2 separate regions of the Rattus norvegicus genome follow, and region 1 is linked to region 2. A link is a contact called in public Hi-C data. All regions are on one chromosome and are shown on one strand. The core of a region is the stretch at or near the end of the contact, and the rest is flanking DNA. Distances in the headings are between cores, read along the strand shown.

Region 1 (6,641 bases), core at 1,929-4,428, 180 kb after region 2:
CAGATAAAATGACTTATTTTCACTAAATCATTAACATATTCTACCTATGATAATGCTTTGTTGAAAGGCAGTGGCATATATATTCTTTTCATTGCATATTTGTATACCATTTTTTCTTGAATATTCATAATCTTATAATTATAGGATGTAGGACGTGTCATGGCAACCAGAAAGCAAAATAAAACCACAAATCCTCTTCAGAACTATAATGTATATTCTATAACACCAATTTCCTTTCTGCTTTATCTTTGTACAATTCTGAAAATTAAATACATGAAGGCTCATTTGCTTTTACTTTTGCAAAGGAAGCTATTCAAAATCAATTGTTATATTAGTCTTTGTGTCTACAGCCTGGAGGGTCAACTTTTTTGCTGTTGAGGTCCCCTTTGATTTGGCTTTGAGCCAGACTGACAGTCTGGGGATGCAATTAAGATCATCAGAACACACTGCCTGCTACAAAGGAGTATGCTGGGGACTAAAATGAAGTAAATGAAGGCCCGAGTAACAGAAGTTCATGTGTGATTGTAAGAAATCTTCCTGAACATGCACAATGCCAGCCCATTAGAGATGCCTTTCAATTGCATAAATACCAGTAGTTAGCTCAATGAGGAAAAATGATACAACGGGGATTTCTGACAGTTTCCTGCCCTCCTACACTTGCTGTCCCCATGCCACCTCTAGCTGGTTCTTGTAGTTAGTTGAGCATAGCAGGCTTGACACTCTCATGGATTTTTTTCCTATAGCTTTGTATGGTCTCTACATAGTCATTTATAGACATTAAAGATGGCACAAGTCCAAATGGCCTACGTCCACCATGGGAGGAGTCCATGCTCCACTTTTAAAACAAGAACATTTGTTTATTGTGTGCATGTGTCAGTTTACCCACTGGGCTACCTTGCAAACATACAGCAGATCCATCTGTAACAGCCATCTTTAAAGCTGAAGATGGAGGGAGACAAGTAAGGATTATTTAATTCCTTTTTCACTTTCTCAAGCCCAGGCTCCAGTTCATGCTTACCTGGGTGTTGCAAGTGCTGTTACAAGGCAGGCATGGGGTAGGTTGAGAAGACTGAAAGGGTATAGATACCAATTCTTGCCCCTTCCAATACAAATCACATTTGACCCAGAGAAAGGTACTGTTTACTTTAACAGCAAGGATGAGAAAAGATTTGTGAATGGCTCTCTTTGCAATTGCGCTGAATCCTTTGTGTGGCTAGTATCAATCAGAAATGAACTAGGAGTCCCAACAGGAGCAAGACACTCTTAGTCAGAAACATAACAGGTAATCAGAGAGCTGAAAAACCAGGACACCAGAGAACGATGATAATCCAGTTCACAAGAAGGTGACTCTCGTCTCATTTCAGGCACGTATTTCATACAACCTATCCTAGTGTGACCATCAGAGAGGAAGGCCAAATAGAGCACACACTCACAATTACTGGCACAGCAGCAAACATCTTGACTAGTTTGGGCACTTAAAGCCACTTTTATCTTTCCAGAGACCTATTTTAAGTTACTTCCTATAAATACTTTTCTAGTAATTCCATGCTAATTTCTTTTCTGCATACTGTACTTCCTCTGGGCACTTATTTGGAGGGGATAGATTCTATAATTTATTCCTTTTAGAGATCCTATTTTTCTTCCACCAGAGAAAATAACAGGTATAATCTCATGCCTTTAGAGGCTACTGGAATTGTTGAGATTGTCTGTTATATCCTGATAATATTCTCTCCTACCTGTGCTTCCACCAAATTATTAAGGGATAGTAACTAAAAAAAGTAATAAGTTTCAAATGTCTAAATACATTAATATATTTTCAATTCATCTGGCCTTAAACGTTACAGTCTGCATTCACTAGTCCAAGTGGTTTACGGGTGGATTTTGCAACATAAATAAGTAATTTAGAGAGTTCTATAGTGTGCTTGTGAACTCTTATCTAACCTCCAGCCACGTTTAATTTCCTGCCATCCTTATCTTAACTGCTCCTTAAATGCTGGACTTTAAGAAACACAAAATAAGCCTCTGGCAGCTGTGGAACAGTTTCAGGATGAAAATGTCTCTCCGCAACTTCGGGTTATTTATTTTCCCAGCCCAACAGTCAACAGAAGGGATCACACACTTTACTGTGAACCTGCAGGTGTTAGATTTGCCAAAGCATATCTACATGGTTTCTCTTTCACTGCCATCCCAAAGGGACTGTTATCTTGACAAACTATGCTAGCGTAAATTGTACTTTCAAATAGTATCCCAATCTCACAATTCATAGAGGCTTTGTGTTATTAACTTTTAGTCTGAAGATTTTGAGTAATGTTCTGCCTTTTAGTTAAAAAACAAAACAAAAAACAAACAAAAACTCAAATAAAAACCCCAGCAACAGTTGAGTCCAGAACCTAATCTGTGCAGCGAGTTTGTAACGATCATTTCAGGAAAAAAAAAAAAAAAGAAAAAAAGAAAAGAAAATGGTTCAGAACTCTGGTTACCCATAGCAACTATCAAATGTTCTCAAGATAATATCCACTAAGATTTCTGACCTACAGACCTCAAAAGTTGCAAAGGGGATAAAAGAAAACTCGGGTTTTGTTGTTTGTTTTGCTTTTGTAAATAAGCCAGACACTTAGACATCTCCAAGAATGTGTCCCGATAGACCTACTGCAACACTGTGATCCACAGCACATTTGAATTACACCGTGAGCTAAAAAAAAAAAAAAAAAAAACAAAAAAAAAAAAAAAAACAAAAAAAAAAAAAACCAAAAAAACCCCAAACCCCCAAACCTTCCCATGCTTGAGCGTCACTTCTAAAAGATCTGAATTGAAAGAGTCTGAGGTGGGGGCCTGGGAACAGAATTCTCAGCAGGCATTCAAGGATTAGGAAGCACGTGAGGGGTTGAGGGCATAAATTAGAACTAGTTTTAACAATCTGTTAGGGTTTGGGACTCCGGTGGGTCTCTGGAACCACCTCATGCTGCCGGGTGATGGTAATTAACAGCCACAGCCTGAGCGCCAAGACAGTACTCCAAGCTTCTGAGGCAATTAGGCCCGGGGCTGCCACGCTACTCCCTTACTCCCCAAAAGCAACCCATCAGCCCCCGAAATCACCTCGTGGGCACGCGGCTTGCAGATCTCAGGCGGTGGGTAACAACGGATCTAGTTCTCCTGGTGGGGAGGAAAAAGGGGCGGAGTGGAGAAGGGCACAAGGAGAGAGAGAGAAAGAGAGTGGTGTTGCTTGGGCAACAAGGAACGAGCTTCCGGTACGCGTCCAGGAAGACGGAAATCCCGCCTTGGAACGTGACGTTACGTCGTGCTAGTGGTTACACGGAGCCAAGGGCCTCATGGGAAGGGAATTCGTTTGTTTTGGCGGTCCGGGCGGAGAGCCGAGTGCCTATTGGGCACTGGGGAAGCAGAGCTGAATCGGAGCCTTCAGCTTTCGGGTTTTTTGGTTTGCTTGTGTTTTTTTTTTTTTTTTTTTTTTTTAGCTTTCACTTTCTTCACTAAAATGGAGGACGAGAAATTGTTTTGAAAATGTAGATTCACTCAGATCTATGTATTTAACTGTCTCAGGCTGGCATTTAGGAACCTTAATTTGTACCTAGCATGATATATCATGTACTGCTTCAGACCAAGAAACGAAAGTACCCTTAGTATTTCTGTCATAATCGTCAGCTGTCCATGCCTTTCTGGACTTGCAGAAGAGTCCTTAATAACAAAATATGAACTACCAGAAGGCCAAGTGGGCTTTTTTGTTTTGTTTTTGGCAAAATGTGCCGTATTTTGTGGGCATTTATTCCTAAGAAAACCGAATTTGAACCAGATGCTTATTGCGTGGTTATTCCAAAACGTGATACTTGGAAACAAGTAAAATGCCAAACAAAAGGCTAATTATACAGTGTCAGTAGTGGGACATTATTACCTTGTTATTCCCGTAATATGGGTGTATAAAAGAATATTTAACAAACATATCCTGGATGTCTACTGTATGCTAAGTATCTGAAGTATCTTGTAGCCTCTAGGCACACGTGGCTTTGAGATACTTAAATGTGAGAGTTTTTGATGTGCTTAATTAAATTCCACAGCACATTTTAAAGAGTTAATATTGAAAAAGTGATTGTAAAATGTCTAGTTATGGTTGACACAGTCTCACTTTTGGCTGTCTTGAAGCTTACCATGTAGCCCTGGCTGGCTTGAATTCACAGAGATTCATCTGCCTCTTTGCTGTTGGGATTACAGGCACGAATATGAACAAGCATGGCTTAACTATCTCAGATTGTAAGCAATACTCTACTTGACAGTGATATAGCTCAATTGATAGAATGTTTGCCTAGCCTGCATGATGCACTAAATTATACCTTCACCACATCTCAAAACTAAGCATGGTGGTATATCTGCAATCCTAGAATTCTGAAGATGGAGACAAGGTTGTCTTTGGCTGCAGAGTGAATCTGAGTTCAACCTGGGACACGTGAAGCTCTGTTCAGAAAGAAATCCTTCCCTTAGGGAAGGAGAATTTACCATAAATGAAGAGTGAAATTAATTCCATGTACATAATTTTACTTTATTTATCTGTCCAATAGAACATAAAATTATATATGTAGCAAAAATTCTAATTCTAATGGAATGTAGTATTTTATTTAGTGAATATACACTGATAAACAAGACAGTTTTTTTTTTACTTCATAAAATTGACAATTGGTTGGGTAGAGATCATAGACAGCAAATTAGATTGCGATTATGTTTTTTGTTTGTTTAGAAAGAGTTTTATGTAGCTTTGGCTAGAACTACTTCCCAGGTGGGAGAATGTACCTTATCATACCTGACATAATGTAGTAAATTTATATGAAGAATATATTGCAGAACACACACAGAGACAACACAAACACACACACACACACACACACACAGAGGCAGTTTGGTTTAGGCAAGAAATGAGAAAAGTCTGTGTATGTTTATAGGACTGTGACTATCTTCTTGGAAGCAGGCAAGTCATTTGGAGTCTGAGGGAAGAAGGGAAGGAAAGAAAAGAGAGTGATATGAGAAAGAGGTGAGGAACTTGTAAGAAAGGAAGAACATGGTGGGCTTAGAGTAAGTGTATTTCAAATGGAGCAGTTTCAGAAATACTGAGTGTCCACGCACACATATACACAGAGTATGTGTGTAGACTATATTGCTAGCTAGAATGTTACTATTGCTTTCACTCTTGTTGTAGAGATCCAAATGAGTCATTCAGTGTTGAGAAGTAGGTTTCGTTCTCACAATTATGACAGTGAGGAGCCCAGAGTAATTTGGCAGCTCCATGGGATGAGAAACTCACCCTCTACCTATCTTTTAGCCCTAACCATTGTCTTAGTTAGGGTTTTACTGCTGTGAACAGACACCATGACCAAGGCAAGTCTTATAAAGGGTGACATTTAACTGGGGCTGGCTTACAGGTTCAGAGTTTCAGTCCAGTATCATCAAGGTGGGAGCATGGCAGCATCCAGGCAGACATGGTACAGGAAGAGCTGAGAGTTCTACGTCTTCATCTGAAGGCTGCTAGTGGAAGACTCACATTCAGGCAGCTAGGGTGAGGGTCTTAAGCACACACCCACAGTGACACACCTACTCCAACAAGGCCACACCTCTTTAATAGTGCCACTCCCTGGGCGGAGCATATATAAACCCTCACACTCATCTTGCCTTCCTGACTCTGAGATCTTAGTCCAAAATGATTTATCACGGCACCTTCCCCTCTCCCCCTCCTTGTTCAGAGGGAGGATAAAAGGGAGAGCCTCTTCCTCTCAGAGTTTCACAGTATTAATCATATTTGAGGCTGAAATTATTCTGTGTTCTGAGGGCTGCCCTGCTAAGATATCTTGAATTATATCTGTCTTCTACCTACTACCTACATGCTAGTTGCACCCCTCAATTGGGACACTACAGAAAAAGGCCAGGCATATTGCCAAATGTTCCTGGGGGCAAAGCTACTCTCACTTAAGAATTACTGTCTTAGGACTTGTCCACAACACTGTTCACGAGTAGTTTGAATGTCACGACTCATTATCCATCAGAAAGATAAAGCACTTTTGAAATTTTCTGTCTTTCAGTGGCTGAATATAAAGTCAAGAAGCTAGCAGATTCTCCCACCTGCCCCCCCCCCCATCTCTGACTGAGGTGGCTCTCTTCTTGGCGGAAATTTACTGGTTGTTTGTCCTAATTTAGTTGCATAAAAACATAGGTGGTGCTTAACAGCACCTAAAAGACGAGAAGCCAACTCATGATTATCTTCTAATACTTAGTGTGGAAATTAATGCTGTCCACAGGGAGCAACACAAATGTAGGAATAGTGTCTGATATATTTACCCACGAATAAAGGGAAAACGGCTGTGGGGAAAAAAGGTGAGAATTCTGTTTAAGAAGCATGGTCATCCAAAATAGCCAAGGTGCAGAGGTGATTAAGAGAGGGTGGCCACCAATGGAGGAGAAGCCCTTGGTCCTATCAAGGCTCGATGCCCCAGCGTAGGGGAATGTCAGGGCAGGGAGGCAGGAAGGGGTGAGGGGATGGGTGGGGGAACCCCTTCATAGAAGAAGGGGGAGGGGATGGGATAGGGGGTTTATGGATGGGAAACTGGAAAAGGAGATAACATTTGAAATGTAAATTTACAAAATTA
Region 2 (6,336 bases), core at 311-2,810:
AACTAAAGGACCAACTTTCGAATGAAATTGCTTTGTACTTGTTGCCCCTGAAGTGTCTGTTTAAAAGAGGTTAAACGGCAAATCTGTGGATAGTATCATGCTTCTATAAAAACAAATTTAAAAAATGAAATTGGTCTGTTTAGGATGGAATGTTAGTATAGGCAGAAAAAAATTCTATATGAAGATACACAGTCTTCACCCGAATGTGCTGTGAGGTTGAACTACATGTAGATGTATTTTTCATATTTAAAATGTTTGACGGCAGCAATTTCGTATGGCTCAACCCATATATTAATAAAGAAACTGTGGCTGGAGAATTACTATTATTTAGGGACTGCTGTTCTCTGTAAAAGTCATGAGAAAGAACCTAAGCATGACTTTTTTTTTTTTAAACTGAGCTAGTGCAGTTATAAAACATGTTGGTGCATTTTATGATGGTTTCTATCTTGGAGTGAAGAGATCAGTTACAGTGCAGCTAGATGCCGTTAACCTAACACTGGCTGAGCTGTTTCTATGGGGCATCCAACTTGACCTTAGAGGCATAGCGTCTCTTTTCTGCCATTTTCTTGGTGCAATAACGACAATTTCTCCAAAACCTAAATATCAAAATTGTGACATCGTCTAAGACTTCCTTTAAAGATGGAGCCCTTGGACAGTTTTTCCTTCCCCAAATCATTTAAGTTTAATTAGCAAAAGATCTCTTCCTTTCTATAGGTGCTGGGGGACAAAGCTGACGTCCCCTTTCAAGCCCCCACTATAAATGATTATTACATGTCATAGTCTGATACATGGAAAGAACAATCATGTTAGAATAAAAAATTAGAGCATGTCTAAGTCACTCGCGTATTATTGGAATCAAAGCATATTTAGCATGCATGTTCCTCTAGTTCTTTAGCATTAATACAGAATAACACATCTCCTATTCCGTGAGCATAGCATGCAGAACATAGGACTTAAATCATGATTAATTATTTTAGTAAAAAAAAGAGAGACTGTTTTTCCCATCCAGTAGCCCAAGGTGACAAACTACAAACACCCTTTATGAAATACCACGTTACATAGAAATCCTTGCGACAGAAATAGAAATAACACTATTTAACATTAGTCCCCAGGATAAAGAAAAAACCCACCCAATACAAGACCACACCACCAGGGATTGTTTTAGAGCCGTTTTTAGAAGAGACAAAACCTGGCTAACCCCTTTCAAGAACCCTCAGTCAAAATCTTTAAAACAGGCTATTGTCAGAGCGCTGGGTACCTTTTCTCTCTTGGCTTTGTTCAGTATTTTCCTCGGCTGCAGTTTCCATGGCTGGCTTCATACCATCCACCAAAAATGCTTTTCCCTGCTTCCCCACAACACACACTTTTCCCCCTCCTCTTCCTTTTCTTTTGGACTCCCCTCTGTCTCTCTTATTTCCACCCGCCTGATTGAGAGGCTCTGTTCTTCACTACAGTAGATTACAGTGCCTTCCAAGACGCGAAAGTCTTGTCAGCGTCAATTTCGCTCTGCCTACTGGTCCATAAAGACAGCTGCCAAGGAGCAGGCGACCATACGTCACCGAGGATCCCGGTTATAAAACAGCCACTCTGTGCCCCCACTCTCAGTGCACCCCAGGAAGCTCCTGCTCCCCCACCAAGCTCTTCCTCCCCCTCTCTCTGTCTCTGTCTCTCCCTCTCTCTGTCTCTCTGTCTGTCTCTCTGCCCTCCCTTTTTTCTTCTTGCCAACTGCAACCCAATGAATACTAATTAATTCTCCCAGGAAATAATAGACTTGTGACATCAGAGGAAGGGATGTGGAGGAGAAAGAAAAGAGCCCCCTCCCACCACGTGACTTGGTCAGACCACAGTATATGTTATCTCTCAGGAGAATGCCTATTTTCCTATGCGTCCCCTTTCTGGGGCATCAGTTTTGTTTATTCTATTTATTCCCAGCCCTGGAAAAGTCTCTTCAAAAGATGTACTCTTGCTCTATTAAAAAAAAATAAAAAAACAAAAACCAGAAAAACTTCTGTTTCACAAATCTCTGGACAAGTTTACTTAAAAAATACTAACAACAAAAGAGAAGAGATATTCAGGAGGGAAGAAACTTCCAATAGATTTAACAATGCTGACAGCAATTTAGCATTAGATTCTACTTCTTTGTATTAATATATGAGGAATTTTAGCTCAAACACAATTTGTAAAAGGGGCTCGTGCTTATTCTACAATCGGTATATTGAAAGTATATCTACTTGATATTTTGGTGGTTTCTAATACAAAAATCAAGGTTTTTTGATAGGATGGGATTCCATCTGCACAGAATATTATTAATTAGAAGTCCTCCGTTAAACCTCAAGAGGGTACTTTTTAACAGCACTCTAAACATCTGGCTTCAAGGCTATTGTGCCCACAGGGATTCCAATGATTCTGATGGCTGATCCTGATTCACAAGCCCTTTTGCACAATTAAGACCAATGTTCTTAACTCAAATTAAGCATTTAAATCTTTTCTTTGATTATGAGCCTGAGTTTTCAAGCATCACCAATTTCATATTCATTTAATAATTGCATCTGACTCACTCACCTTCATTGTCCTCACTGAAAAAATTCTGTAAACTGAAGTCACATACAACGATAACTATCAATAACCATGGGATATGGGATTCCAGGAGCCGGCATAGTCTACTTGACACCCATGTTGGGAGTAAACATTAAAGACATGTTGGAGGGCCAGTGACACGGCTCAGTAAAATTTCCTGCTGCCAAATCTAACCACTAGAGCGCCATTCCTGGGCTCCACATGGTAGAAGGAGACAATATATTACTGTGCGTGCACACACACACACACACACACACACACACACACACACACACACACATTTTTTTAAAAGTGGAAATCATCTCTCCTAAAAGCATTCTCCAAAGTTTTATGGGATTTTTATACAATACCTCAAAACAATGTGGGAAGATCCCAAATCAAAATCTTTTAGCAGCCTGATCTTTTAATGCTTTGGTTTTAGATAATCTCTCACGCCCATTTATATTCAACATTTCTGCTGTGTTAAACAAGAAAAGACGTTGAAAACCAGTTTGGCCTGCTTCGACACTTTCTTTTAATTTTCCGTCTCCCTTTCCACTTTCCTCATTGTCCCTGAAGACCACGCCCACAGCCAGCTTTGCCCTGAAATATGGTTTCAGCCTATTTTATTGTCTCTTGGTGAAGGGATTGGGAAGGCACCACCTAAAGCTTCAGCCTCTGGAGAGAGAGAGAGAGAGAGAGAGAGAGAGAGAGAGAGAGAGAGAGAGAGAGAGAGAGAGAGTGATATAACTATCTCCATGGGAAAACTCATAGTGTGCCTTAATTGAACAGTTTTTTAAAAGCTGCGTCAGAACAGTTTAGGTTCATTCAGGCACAAAGGTCTAAAATTTTACTTCCACATTGGTAAGATGGCTCTTGTTATCAAGTATGGTCTGAGCTTCATCCTTAGGGCTCACACGAAAGGAGAGAACCGACTTCCACTGCTAGTCTCTGACCTTTATATATGTAAACGTTATTTCACTGACAGTGAAAGAAATGAATGTAATGTAAATTATAAAAAATATAATTGTGATTAACTATGCTAGTGGGATTTTTTATAAAGTGTCTAACAAAGTCATTTAATTCTAGAAATATCAGAGGAGCCTAATTTTGTTGGATCTCCTATTTGACAAATTAGTTTGCTTACGTAAGAGATAGGGTCTGTATGGTGAGGTACTTACCACGGAACTTAGGAACATTATTTTAATACTAACAAAATGAAAGGCAAAATATGAAAGGCATTCTAAATTTTCTTAAACTGCTGTTGTCTATAACATAGTGGCAAATCAAAGCAACTGGACAAAATGCCCTTTTAGTTTTACTCGGAAAATCTACAGGTAAATGCGCTATTCATTATTTTTAACCTTATTCGTAGCTTTACTTCTGCTAGGACTATGATTTATGATACCACTTCTGGAAATTACCATTGTACCAGTTCATAAGCAGCTTCAAAATCCCACGGATGTTTATGATCAACCATATGATTAGGAAAGAGAAGAAAGAAGCAATAGAGAACCCGTCAAGAGGAAGAAAAAGCAAATACATGTTTAAAATACTTTTGGGCATGCCTCCATTTTTTGCGCATATATATGTATTTTGCATATATATGTATATATATATATACATATATCTCAAACAGGAAAAGAAATGAGTCTTTGAGCTGAAGCTGTTTCTTTGAGCTTCATGCTGTAAGACAGTAAAGACACATGTGAAAGCTGATGCAGGAGTAAGAGATGTTGACAGAAAATGGATGTATTACATTAAAACCTATGAAATGGCTGCTACTGCCTTAAAAGAGTACAGTGTCATCCACATGCAGCGGTTATTTTGTCCACCATGTTCATCTATCTGCTAGAGTGCCACAGTGAGCTCAGGAAGCATGCACATGCTTGGAAGAGTTTTCCAAGTGCTAATGTCTACCAGTGTGGCCATCGGTAAGCCATGGTGTTTTCTCTAGGTAGCCCCCAGGCTAATGGGTCATAGAAAACTTGCTTAACCAGAGTGCTCCTTCCTGCCAGCAATATCACAAGATGAACATAGGAAAACTCACCAAGTTGCAAAGTCACCTCCCTATACTTAGCCTAACGATATAGTCACAAAACAATTTTGCCCACTGCCTCCCCTCCACAGCTTTTCTGGAATTATATTTTAGGGGTTTTGCTTGTTTGAGGAGCAGGGCTCAAAATGACTGAAGTCAAAAGAAAAATGAAAATGCCAGGAATAGATTTTTTTTTAAAAGTCATTCTAACTGCAAATTTCTCCCAAGCCATCTTGGCTCATAGAACATTTATGTCACACGAATTACACTTGGCCATAATCCTTCCTCCATGTCTGATATGGAAAATGCTGTCTAATAAGAAATACAAACTAGAAAAACACAGGATAGTGCTAGGAATTCAGAATATGATTGTTAAGAATTGTTTTTTATCTATAACTAAACTGTATTAAAACTTTTTTTATCAGTTTGGGAAAGCCTTTTTCTTGCATGATAATTAAATTTCTAATTTTTGTCTTTTTTTCCCATAAGGATTTCTAAGAGCTTGGGCCAGCCTGTCCTATATAGTGAGCTCTTGGCCAGCCTCAGCTACCAGTATGACACTACACCCCGCCCATGCCCCACATAAACAAATAAGAAGAGGGCTGACACACTAGTCCAGTGGATAACAGTACTTGCTGCCAACCAGAACAATCTGAGTTAGATCCCTGGGACCCACATGATGAGAGAAAATTGTCCTCTGACCTCTACATGTGTGCTATGGAACATGCGAGCTTACAAACACAAAAGAAGTAACAATGTCATAAAAGATAAATAAAAATAATAGAATTTCTAACTTTTCATGAAATGTGAGCTTTGGGCTCATCACAGAGGCACTATGCCATGAAGTGGCATGTTAATTTTCCTAAGTAGGGTGGTCCACACGTATCTCAAAGTCAATGTGAGTATTGTGGCTTCCTTCCTCTCTCTCTCGTATCATGGTTGCACAATGTCAGCATACGCCACACTCGGCATGGGGTCATTCTTCACTGGTTGGACATGTGGGTGTTTGAGAATGTTCCTGGCCTCCACTCACTAGATGCATGAGGGAGGAAACTCATTCCCAGCTGAGAAACATTGCCTTCAATCTAGTTTTCTGTGGTTGCTAGAACATACTCTTTTAATGGCTCTAAAGCCTGGCTGTGCCGTGGACTCAGCTGGGATGATTTAACCGTACATCCAACCTCCTACATATTGTGACCAGTTAGTAGTCAGCTTGTGTGGTGTGAAATCTTTAAAATCTCCCTCCACCCCAGGTTGTTTGAACAAGTAGCAAGAATGTAGGCAGTTGGGACACAATACTTTTGGAAGGGTACAAAGAGAGAAATTTGGTGGACCTATAGAAGAGTCAGGGAAGTCATATCCTATGATGGAGGCTGTATACACAGCAGAAAGGGCCAACTGAGAATCAAGACAAGAGATGGGGGAGGTAGTGCTGATGTCCACAGGGAGCATACTAAGAACAGGGGATAGACTGATTTCCTAGGGCCAGTGTGACAAAGGAGCATAAACTTGATAGCTTTAAATAATACAAATTATTCTCTCACAGTTCTGGAAGCTGAAAGTCCAAAGCCACGGTGAGGAAAGGGATGCATTTTCTCTGAAGGAACCATGAGGCAGATTCAGTTTTGCCTCTGCCTGCTTCCAGCAGCCATCACTGGTCCTTAATGTTCAGTCCTTGTCTTGGCACTGTGCTCTAACCTCCACCCATGTCACCATATGGTGTTCTCTCTGGGTGTTTCCTA

Evidence for each region. A called contact is a pair of places that touch in the nucleus more often than the background predicts.
Region 1: a Hi-C map of liver shows a contact between it and region 2, with 2.6 times the contacts expected there. The contact joins the promoter of Gemin8 here to the promoter of Gpm6b in region 2. A contact is called at or near these places in 5 of 12 Hi-C or Micro-C datasets (the A7r5 cell line, the Rat2 cell line, kidney and 1 more) and 1 of 1 datasets of contacts at active chromatin or transcription factors (oligodendrocytes).

Annotation. Positions count from the first base shown.
Region 1 is chrX:31,907,102-31,913,742 of GRCr8, forward strand. It overlaps Gemin8 (gem (nuclear organelle) associated protein 8), which reads right to left and starts at 3,179. Exons shown (of 4, transcript NM_001007756.1): 1 at 3,097-3,179.
Region 2 is chrX:31,731,677-31,738,012 of GRCr8, forward strand. It overlaps Gpm6b (glycoprotein m6b), which reads right to left and starts at 1,561. Exons shown (of 7, transcript NM_138846.2): 1 at 1,259-1,561. The coding sequence starts at 1,319.